Regions from separate parts of the Mus musculus genome. Here regions 1 and 3 are each linked to region 2. The links are chromatin contacts, called in public Hi-C maps. All regions are on one chromosome and are shown on one strand. Each heading gives the region's core, a stretch centred on a gene start, on an enhancer-like site or on the middle of the called end of the contact. The rest is flanking DNA. Distances are from core to core; before and after follow the strand shown.

Region 1 (2,882 bases), core at 247-2,746, 1.7 Mb before region 2:
GAAAATAGTGCCCCCTCCCCCCCAGCCCCAGATGTGTCTCACCAATTATTATAGTTTGTTTTAAGAAGTGACAGGCTTTGTCTGTGGAGGGAGAGAAAAGAAACAAAGTATGTTTTTGTAGACTCAATTTATTTAAAACATATTACTGTTTTAGATGCTTTTTCCACCCAAATGTTGCACAGGGAGTGGTAATGCAAATCGCCTTCTGCTCATAGACACTCATATGGCTGTGTTTGCCGTGTGTGTGTGTGTGTGTGTGTGTGTGTGTGTGTGTAAGTAAACAAGCAGGGGACTTCCATATTTCCTGTTTCCCTTTTTGCTGTGGTAAGACCAAACCCCCAAAGATGCAGATGAACCAGGCTGAGAAAGCAGCGCTCTTGGCTGCCATTGTGAATGGCCACCTCTGTGGAGGACTGGCTGAAGTGATCAGAATGAAGATGAGCTGGAGTGTCTTTCTCCTAAGACAGGGTGGGATGGCTCAGGCTGGCCTCCAACCTGCTCTGTAGTAAAAGACGACTTTGAACTCCTGATCCTCCTGCCTCTGCCTCTCAAGTGCCGGGATTGCAGGTGTGTGACACCACACCTGTCTCCCCATCTCCCTTTGAATCTTGGGGCATGTTTGATAAAATTAAAGATTTGTCTGGCTTGAACTTCAGAAGGCTGCTCGTCCATCATTGTGCTCAGGGCAGTAAACTGCTTCATTTAAACAGGATTTCAAAAATGCTTATACAAGTGTCTGGTTATTTTCTTGCTCCATGAAATAACATGGGTGTAGGGTTTTGTTTTTGGTTTTTTTTTTTTTTTTTTTTCAGACAAGATTTCTCTTTGTAGCCCCCGCTGTCCTGGAACTCACTGTAGACCAGGCTGGCCTCGAACTCAGAAATCCGCCTGCCTCTGCCTCCCAAGAGCTGGGATTAAAGGCATGTGCCACCACCACCAGACTCTACCACCTTTGATTATGGTGATCGGCAATTATTTAACTCTTTGAAGACAGACATTATACATTTCCTTGTTTCATGTTGCCTTATAAAAAATGCTGTTTCCAGGCAGTGGTGGTGCATACCTTTAATCTCAACACTTGGACAAACAAGGCAGTCTGACGGAACCTACACCAAGGACTTAATTGGAGGCCAGCTTGGTCAACAGAGCAAGTTCCAGGACAGCCAGGGCTACTCAGTGTATGTGTCCTTGGGTATGATGCGCTTCTCAACATAGCAGCCTTTAGTTAATTTTCTATTGCTGTGATAAAAACCATGACCACGGCAACTCCTAGAAGGACCGGTAAATAAGCCCTTTAAGGGCTCTAGAGGAATAGGAGTTATCACTACCACAGTGGGGAAATGTGACAGTGGGCACCAGGCTTGGCTGCTGGAGCAGCCATTGAGAGAGAGCTCACATCTCAAACTATAAATAAACCATGGCTTATAGCCTACCCCCAGTGACATACTTCCTCCACCAAGGCCACCCCTCCTAATCATTTCCAAACAGCGCCACAAGCTGTTTTCAAGTGTTCAAATGACAGAAACAACAGGGGGGCATCTTCATCAGACCATCACACATCTCTTAGCCAAGTGTGGCTTTTCAAGATAAGTAAAATGAAATTTTCACCACACTGGTACATCCCCGTTTTAAGTAGTCATTAGCCAGCTGTTGCTGCTGGCTGCCACATTGGAAAGTTGCAGTAGAGAGGCACAGGAAAGCCCATTATCACTACACCCTGCATGTGCCCCCTCCTTGTCGCTCCTAATATTCTGGTTGGAATTCATCGGCAGCTCTGCTGCTTGCGTGTCATCGTTTTGACCTTGTCTTTAATGTTTGCTCTGCCTCCAGGCCGGAAGTGATGGTGAAAGCATTGGAAACTGCCCCTTTTCACAGAGGCTCTTCATGATCCTTTGGCTCAAAGGAGTCGTGTTCAGTGTCACAACCGTTGACCTGAAAAGGTAAGGCTTGCCTGTGCTGTGAAGTCGGCTCTCGAGTGTGCAGTTTACCATCAGCATGGATCCTTTCCTGCCCTCTGCTTTGATTGCACATGAAGGACACAGAAGTTACTCAGGTTTTCTGTTTAAGATTTAACTTGTATAAACATTCGGGTCGATTTACAGTGTCACCCCGAGTCCTAGTTTTTCTCTTGGTGTGTTTGCTACCCGTGGCTGCATGTGGGTGAATCTCCCTTGGAACCTGGTTACCTTAAACCTCTGAGGAGCCCTGAAGGCCAAGGTTTAGTGTACAAGCAGTGAAACCCTTGAGTTTCTCAGCGTAAACACAAGCCACCAAGAGCTCTGCCTTCTGGCTGACAAAGTCTGCTAATTGTGAATGGTAGCATCTGGATCTCTGTGGGGGCTTTGAGGGGGTGGCACAGCTTAGGATTAGAGCCCCCTCCCAGCTAGCACACACATGGGGTCCAATTGCAGTTTGAGGTAGGGAAGGCAAGAATAGGAGTTTTAGAGAGCTGAATAATGTGGTCTGTTTCATTTAGCCTAGTTTTTAGGTAATAGTATATTTTCTGTGATATTACAGCACTTCTGGTATAAAATAAGAGCAGTCTTGCTAGTTGAAGATGTGTGTCTAGGTTTCTCTCTAGAGGCCAGATTAAGGGAGGCCAAGAAGAGTTCTGATAAGTAGGATGCCCCTCATTCCCTCAGGAACTTGTCCCCCGGTCCTCCCCCCCACCCCCATATTTTTGAAGAACACTTCTGTTCCCATCGTCCCCAAAGACAGAGAGCAGGAGCTCTCTAGCCAGTCAGCCTGGCTAAACCGTGGAGCTCCGGGTTCAGAACGAGAGCCTGTCCCGGGCTGGAGAGTTGGACTTCCAGAGGACCAGGTTTAATTCCTAGCATCTTCATGGCAGCTCACAACCATTTGTAACTCTAGTTCCAGGTGAT
Region 2 (2,813 bases), core at 303-2,802:
GTGGACAGCAGTCAGCTGTGAGCAGAAGGTACAGGGTGAGAGGAAGACTGACCTGGTGAGGGAGGACACTTCTGAGCCCACATCTCCCTCGAGAGCCTGGCAGCCCACGGATCCAGTGTACCCTTCCTTAGTACTGTTCTATTCCTTCCTTAGTACTGTTCTATTCCTTCCTTAGTACTGTTCTATTCCTTCCTTAGTACTGTTCTATTCCTTCCTTAGTACTGTTTTATTCCTTCCTTAGTACTGTTCTATTCCTTCCTTAGTACTGTTCTATTTCCTGTTCATGTGCCTGCTTGAGACAGGGCTTGATGGCCCAGAACTCTTTCTGCCTCCACACCACATTGCTGGGGTTACAGGCCTGAGATATTTTCCTGCCTCTTGTTCTTAATTTTTTTTTTCCAAGACAGGGTTTCTCCGTGTAGTCCTGGCTGTCCTAGAACTCACTCTGTAGACCAGGCTGGCCTCGAACTCAGAAATCAGCCTGCCTCTGCCTCCCAAATGCTGGGATTAAAGGCGTGCACCACCACCGCCAGGCAACTTAATTTAAATTTAATAACATCATGTCCTCCTCCAAGAAGATAGGGGGCAATTTTACCATTTTGTCCTTCCTACTATTCTGGGGACCAAACCCAGGGACTGTGGCCTCTGCTTGTTAGACAAGTTCTCTACCACTGAGCTAATCTCCAACACCTCTTCCAAGGTCTCTTGCACAGTTCCTGCAGTGGACAAAGGGTTCAAATCACACTGCACCTACCTCTCTACTCTTTCATCACACTTCTGAACACCAACTAACCAATCACTAAGCCACTTTCTGTGTAGTCACTTCCACTGTTTTTAAAATTGGGAACTGTCACATTCATTTTAGAGATGACAAAACTGAGTGAAAGGACTTTCCAAGACCATGAAATGAGTTGGGGCCGAGCTAAAATTCTATCTCAGAGGCTTTAGTTCTGCTTCAAACTTAACTCAGCCGCTATCTCCCAATGTAACTTGGGGGCGTGGCACCTATCCGCCTCCCGGTCTCAGGGATTCCTTCTGCCCGACCCGAGACACACCCTGAGGTCCCACTGGGCCATTTGGGAGAAGATGCTGCGTAGGGCGGTGTGGTGCGTGCAGAGCTCCACCTGGCCGGGGCAGTCGAAGAGAAAGTAGTGGCCTCGCAGGGGCTCCAGCTTGGCGCGCAGCCAGTCCAGGTTGGCTTCCAGGTACTCCATGCAGTAGAGCAGGCCACCGTTGGGCCCCAGGCGCAGCGCGTCCATCACGTCGCCCAGCCCCACCAGCTCGCCCACGTCCACCGCACACTCGTAAGGCAGTCCGTCGTTAGCGGGGTCCAGGTTCACCACCGCCACGCGCCGCCCCAGAGCGCGCAGGAACTCACTCATGCCCAGGCAGTACGTGGTCTTCCCCGAGCCCGGGGGCCCGATCACTGCCTGCCCGAAGGCCGTAGTCGGGGCGGCCCCCGCCATGGGTGGAGCTGGCAGCCCACGGGCGCCTCACCAAGTAAACTCAAGCAGAAAAACGAACAAACTACCCGGCAAGGAAGGGAAAAGTTCCGACTTCCGGATTCCGCCGGAACTTGTCTGGAGAGGAAGTCCCACCCACACGGCCACGGCATAGGCTGTGGTCACGCAACCGCACACCTCCGGTTTTAAGATTTCCCCAGGCTTCACTAAGGCAGATCTCCATGCCGGGTAAACTGGTTTATTCTCGCACCGATCCGTCTCTAGGCAGAGGGTAGACGTGGTAAGGGACCGCGACGCTCTCTGGATCAATTCTCTGGTCCCCTTTCCCAGCTTCACGGAGCTCTTCAGACAACCCTCAAACCCGACTGGACGGTGCCACAGGCAGTCCAGATCTTCACTGTTCTGGGCAAACCCAAACAAGCACTAGGGCCTGGAGACCAAGGGAAGGCCTTTAGGCACAAACACCCCAGGAGACGGAGGGGCTTTTGGTGATATCATCTTTGAGGTAGAGAAACTGGGCATGCTCAGGGCTGCTCCCAGGCTCTGGGCTGCTTCTCAGGTCCACAGGGCAAGATCCAGGCAGAGGGCTAAGTCCCTGCCGCAGAGTGATCCTGACCAAGGACATAGGCTCACTCGGGCTCAGGTCTGTCCAAGGCACAGCTAGAACCCTTCACAAAAGTCATATCTGTCCGAAACTTCATGCTGGTGGGTGGCTGGCGCCGGAGCAAGGTCTCCCCCTGGTCTTGGGGCAGAGGCTCATCATAGATGGTGGAAATGAGCCCCAAGCCAGTTCGACGGGGCCTCTTCAGTTGCCTAAATGGCTGTAACTTCTCTCCATGGTATCTGGATAAAACAGAGCTCTTGGTGAGAAGGCTGCTCTCTTCAAAGCCCAGTAAAGAGGTTAGCAAGAGACAGGAAGTAATTACTACATATCTGGTTTGTTCTATCAGAGCGGTCTCATGCTCATAGCACAAGAACCCGGGGCAAGGACACACTCACTCCTGAGCCACACCTCCAGCACCAAAGACAAAGCATTGTCTCCAAATTCTGCTCTCCAGCCTCTGGAGAGGAGTGTCAACTATCAGGGACCTGGGAATTTTCATTTCCACAACAGACTCCCTTATGAAGCCAAAACCCAGACTTGAGGAAATGACTTCCCTGAGGGCCCCGTGATCCTTTAAGTTGTAGGATTGGGTTTAAAATGAAAATAAGGACAGTGTCATCTATTTCTACACCTGCTGTGAAGCTGTTCATTTAGAGGGGCCCACACCCACCTCAAAACAATGGCAAGAGGGAAAGCAGACAGCAGCACAGCTGGACAATGGCCTAGGGAGCCCCTCAGGTGCACTC
Region 3 (2,762 bases), core at 34-2,533, 1.1 Mb after region 2:
GCATAAGGTAGAAAGAAAAAAAAAAAGTCTAAATGTAGACACTGCCCTCAACAAGTTTATAATAAAAACTTTCAGATAAGACAAATACACAGAATATGACAACACAAGTTACAGTATGGAAAGTATTAAAACACAGAGAGAAAGGTCCAGCCCGAGTTTAGGGCTCTAAGGAGCATGCAGGTGAACTCCCTTCCCTACAGAAGGCATTAGACCAAGTCAGGAGATCACCTTTGGTATCATAAGCCTAAACTCAAGACTATTTCAGGCAGGAACTGAGAGGATTAATCAGCTCCAGCTCTGTCTAGGACTCCTTAACCAGAATAAAGAGAAACTTGAAACGGGAGAGGCCTGAAGAAAAACCGCGAAGGAGATGAGTAGAAGTGAATGGGTGAATCAAGGGTAAAGTGCTGAGATCTGGATGGAAGAGGTGAGTGTAGGGAAGTCATGAGAGTGAATGTCTAGAGAAAAAGAGGGCTAAAAACAGAAACTAGGAGAGCACCCACGTTTAGGGAGTGGATGGAAAAAGAGGAGTCAGAGAGGAGTGGCCAGAGGGAGAAGTGAGAAATAGATCAAGCCAAACACCTAAGTTACAAAGTTTCCATGAGTGCCTGGAGGGTGGAAGGCGGTGTGAAGGCACCCAAGGCAGGACAGAAGAGGGGAAATTGTAGCAATGAGGATTGAGATTAAATTTGAGATTGTCAAGGGTATTTCAGTGAGGGCTTTTCCAGAGACTCCACAAATAAGGTGATTTCCTTGGTTTAGTGTTTCTGAAGGTGCAGATCCCTCAGGGCCTGAGGGGACAGGGTGGTGGCTCTTGGCTTCAAATTTGTGGGTTTTGATCTATAATTAGAAGAACTGGATGTGTGTGGTTAGAACTCTCTGCAGACCTAACCAGTCCCTCCAGGAACTGGAAAGCTGAAGAACTTACTCAGAAGGGATTTCACACCTGGCTGTCTGGCCCAGCCCCGTGAAGTCCCGTTTCATCACGCAGCCCTAATGACTCCTTGGGCTGTCACTCTCATCTGGTATTGCCAGAGACCTGACTAACGCCTTCATGCAAAAGTTTGCAGCATCTGTGCGAGGCCAACTACAGCTCCCAGAGTTCCCAGGCGCTTGTCGATGCTGATTGGACGGAAGGTTGGCTCCGGAGGGAGGTGTCGGCTCCGCCTCCCCGAGAAACAGGCATCTGATTGGCTGCGCCGTGGGACTTTTGTGTCCCCGCCCTCCCCCAGGGACCGCAGCGGGCTGACAGAGCCGGGCGAGCGCTGGCAGTTCCGTGGTGGGGATGGTGAGGAGCGCCGGCTTCCCGAGCAGCGCTGGCCACTGCGGACTTCCGAGGCACTCCGGGCCGTGAAAACCTCTGCGCCGCGGCCAATCTCAGGCCTCCGAGGCCGGCCGCAGTTTTCCAAGCTGGGCTGAAAGGAGTGTCTATCGCCGTAGCGCCGGTTCTCCTAATCCCGAGAGACAGCCCGGGGATCTCGAGCTTCCCCGGCGACCCCTAGTCCCGGCCTCCTGTGCGCGCCCGACCTAGACCCCTCGGGTGTCCCAGGCGCGGACGAGCCGCGGCCGGGTCCTGGCGTACACCATGATCGTAGCGGACTCCGAGTGCCATTCCGAGATCAAGGGCTACCTGCCGTTCACCAGGGGTGGTGTGGCCGGCCCCGAGACCCGAGAGGTAAGCAACAGCCGGGCGAACCCGCTCTCCTCCAGCCACCGCCGAGCTTCGGGCAGACCCGGTCTAAGTCTGGTGCGCTCCCCCCGGGCTTAGGGTCTGAGAGCACGTAAGCTAGGGCTAGGGTTGCATCAACTGCAGCCTCCGCTCTCCCTTCCCCTCCCCACTGCCCTCTCTCTCTTTACCCTCCCCACTACCACCCTGGGAGGGAGGGGGATGCGGAGCCCTCCCTGGCTCCTTCGGACTCCTGGCCAATGAGAGGGGACGCCTTCTCGTGGCTCTTTGGGTTTGTTCTCTGCTAAAGCGAGCGTCTTCAAGTCCAGGCAAATCCCGGCCGGAGAGACCCGACCACTCCTCCTCCCCGCCCCCTTCCGCAGAATCCCTTCCTCTCGGTGGGGGCAGGCGGGCTGGGAGCTCTTTCTAGGATCGGTTTCTGGTCCTGTCGCTCAGCGAAGGGAGTAAACCACCTGGGACTGACCAGGGAAGGTCGATTCCCTTTTTCAGTCCTTACCTGCACCCCCGATCTGGAGACTGGTCCGAGTGCTTTATGGGTCTGGCTGGCGGCCTGATCCTCGGCGGCGGCAGCCTGAGAGAGCTAGGGGAGAAAGCGGATAACCCTTGGTCCCTTGATAGATTGCTTCCTATTAAATTGTTCTGGGGTCCTCAAAGTTTGTTTTGCTGTCTCCTCAGAGCGTAGAGAGACTTCACAGGGAGACAAGGTATAATGCCAGTATAAAGCCCCCGTCTCCCTCCCAGCAGTCTCGATAGTGGACATAGTCTATGTCGTGTATGGAGCACCTACTAGATGCCAGGATATAGGTTTTGTCTGACAAAGACAGCAAATACAAAACGTATTTTAACCCCATTTTACAGAATGAGAAAATTGAGGCCCGAAAGGGACAGAGAGAGGCCTAGCCCTCATTCTCTGGACTGTGTGTGACTAGGATTTTGGAGAATGCTTGGCACTGCAGAAGATACTGATCCTTTTTGATTTTCTAAGCCTAGAGCAGTGTGGAAGGTCTATTGCCGGGGCTGGAAATAGGTACAGTGGTAGTCCCAAGGTGTATGATCTTAAAACCAGCCCATGTCT

What was found. Hi-C and Micro-C count contacts between places; a contact is called where the count stands out from the background.
Region 1: a Hi-C map of B cells shows a contact between it and region 2, with 6 read pairs. The contact joins the enhancer-like site here to the promoter of Gpn2 in region 2. A contact is called at or near these places in 2 of 39 promoter capture datasets (liver and pre-B cells) and 1 of 484 Hi-C or Micro-C datasets (B cells).
Region 3: a contact with region 2 is called in a Hi-C map of CD8 T cells, with 8 times the contacts expected there. The contact joins the promoter of Sesn2 here to the promoter of Gpn2 in region 2.

Annotation. Positions count from the first base shown.
Region 1 is chr4:135,237,920-135,240,801 of GRCm38.p6, reverse strand. It overlaps Clic4 (chloride intracellular channel 4 (mitochondrial)), which reads left to right. Exons shown (of 6, transcript NM_013885.2): 2 at 1,831-1,940. Among named protein-coding and RNA genes, the nearest start is that of Clic4, 33 kb to the left of the region's middle. Within about 2 kb of position 1,496, at least 57 of the 459 cell types and tissues checked have an H3K27ac peak or open chromatin away from gene starts, as enhancers often do. A contact at or near this core is called in B cells and liver, where this site is marked.
Region 2 is chr4:133,583,112-133,585,924 of GRCm38.p6, reverse strand. It overlaps Gpn2 (GPN-loop GTPase 2), which reads right to left and starts at 1,552. Exons shown (of 5, transcript NM_133884.2): 1 at 1,056-1,552; 2 at 1-15. The coding sequence starts at 1,466. Gpatch3 (G patch domain containing 3) reads right to left here. Exons shown (of 7, transcript NM_172876.2): 7 at 1,683-2,306. The coding sequence ends at 2,093.
Region 3 is chr4:132,508,977-132,511,738 of GRCm38.p6, reverse strand. It overlaps Sesn2 (sestrin 2), which reads left to right and starts at 1,283. Exons shown (of 10, transcript NM_144907.1): 1 at 1,283-1,675. The coding sequence starts at 1,586.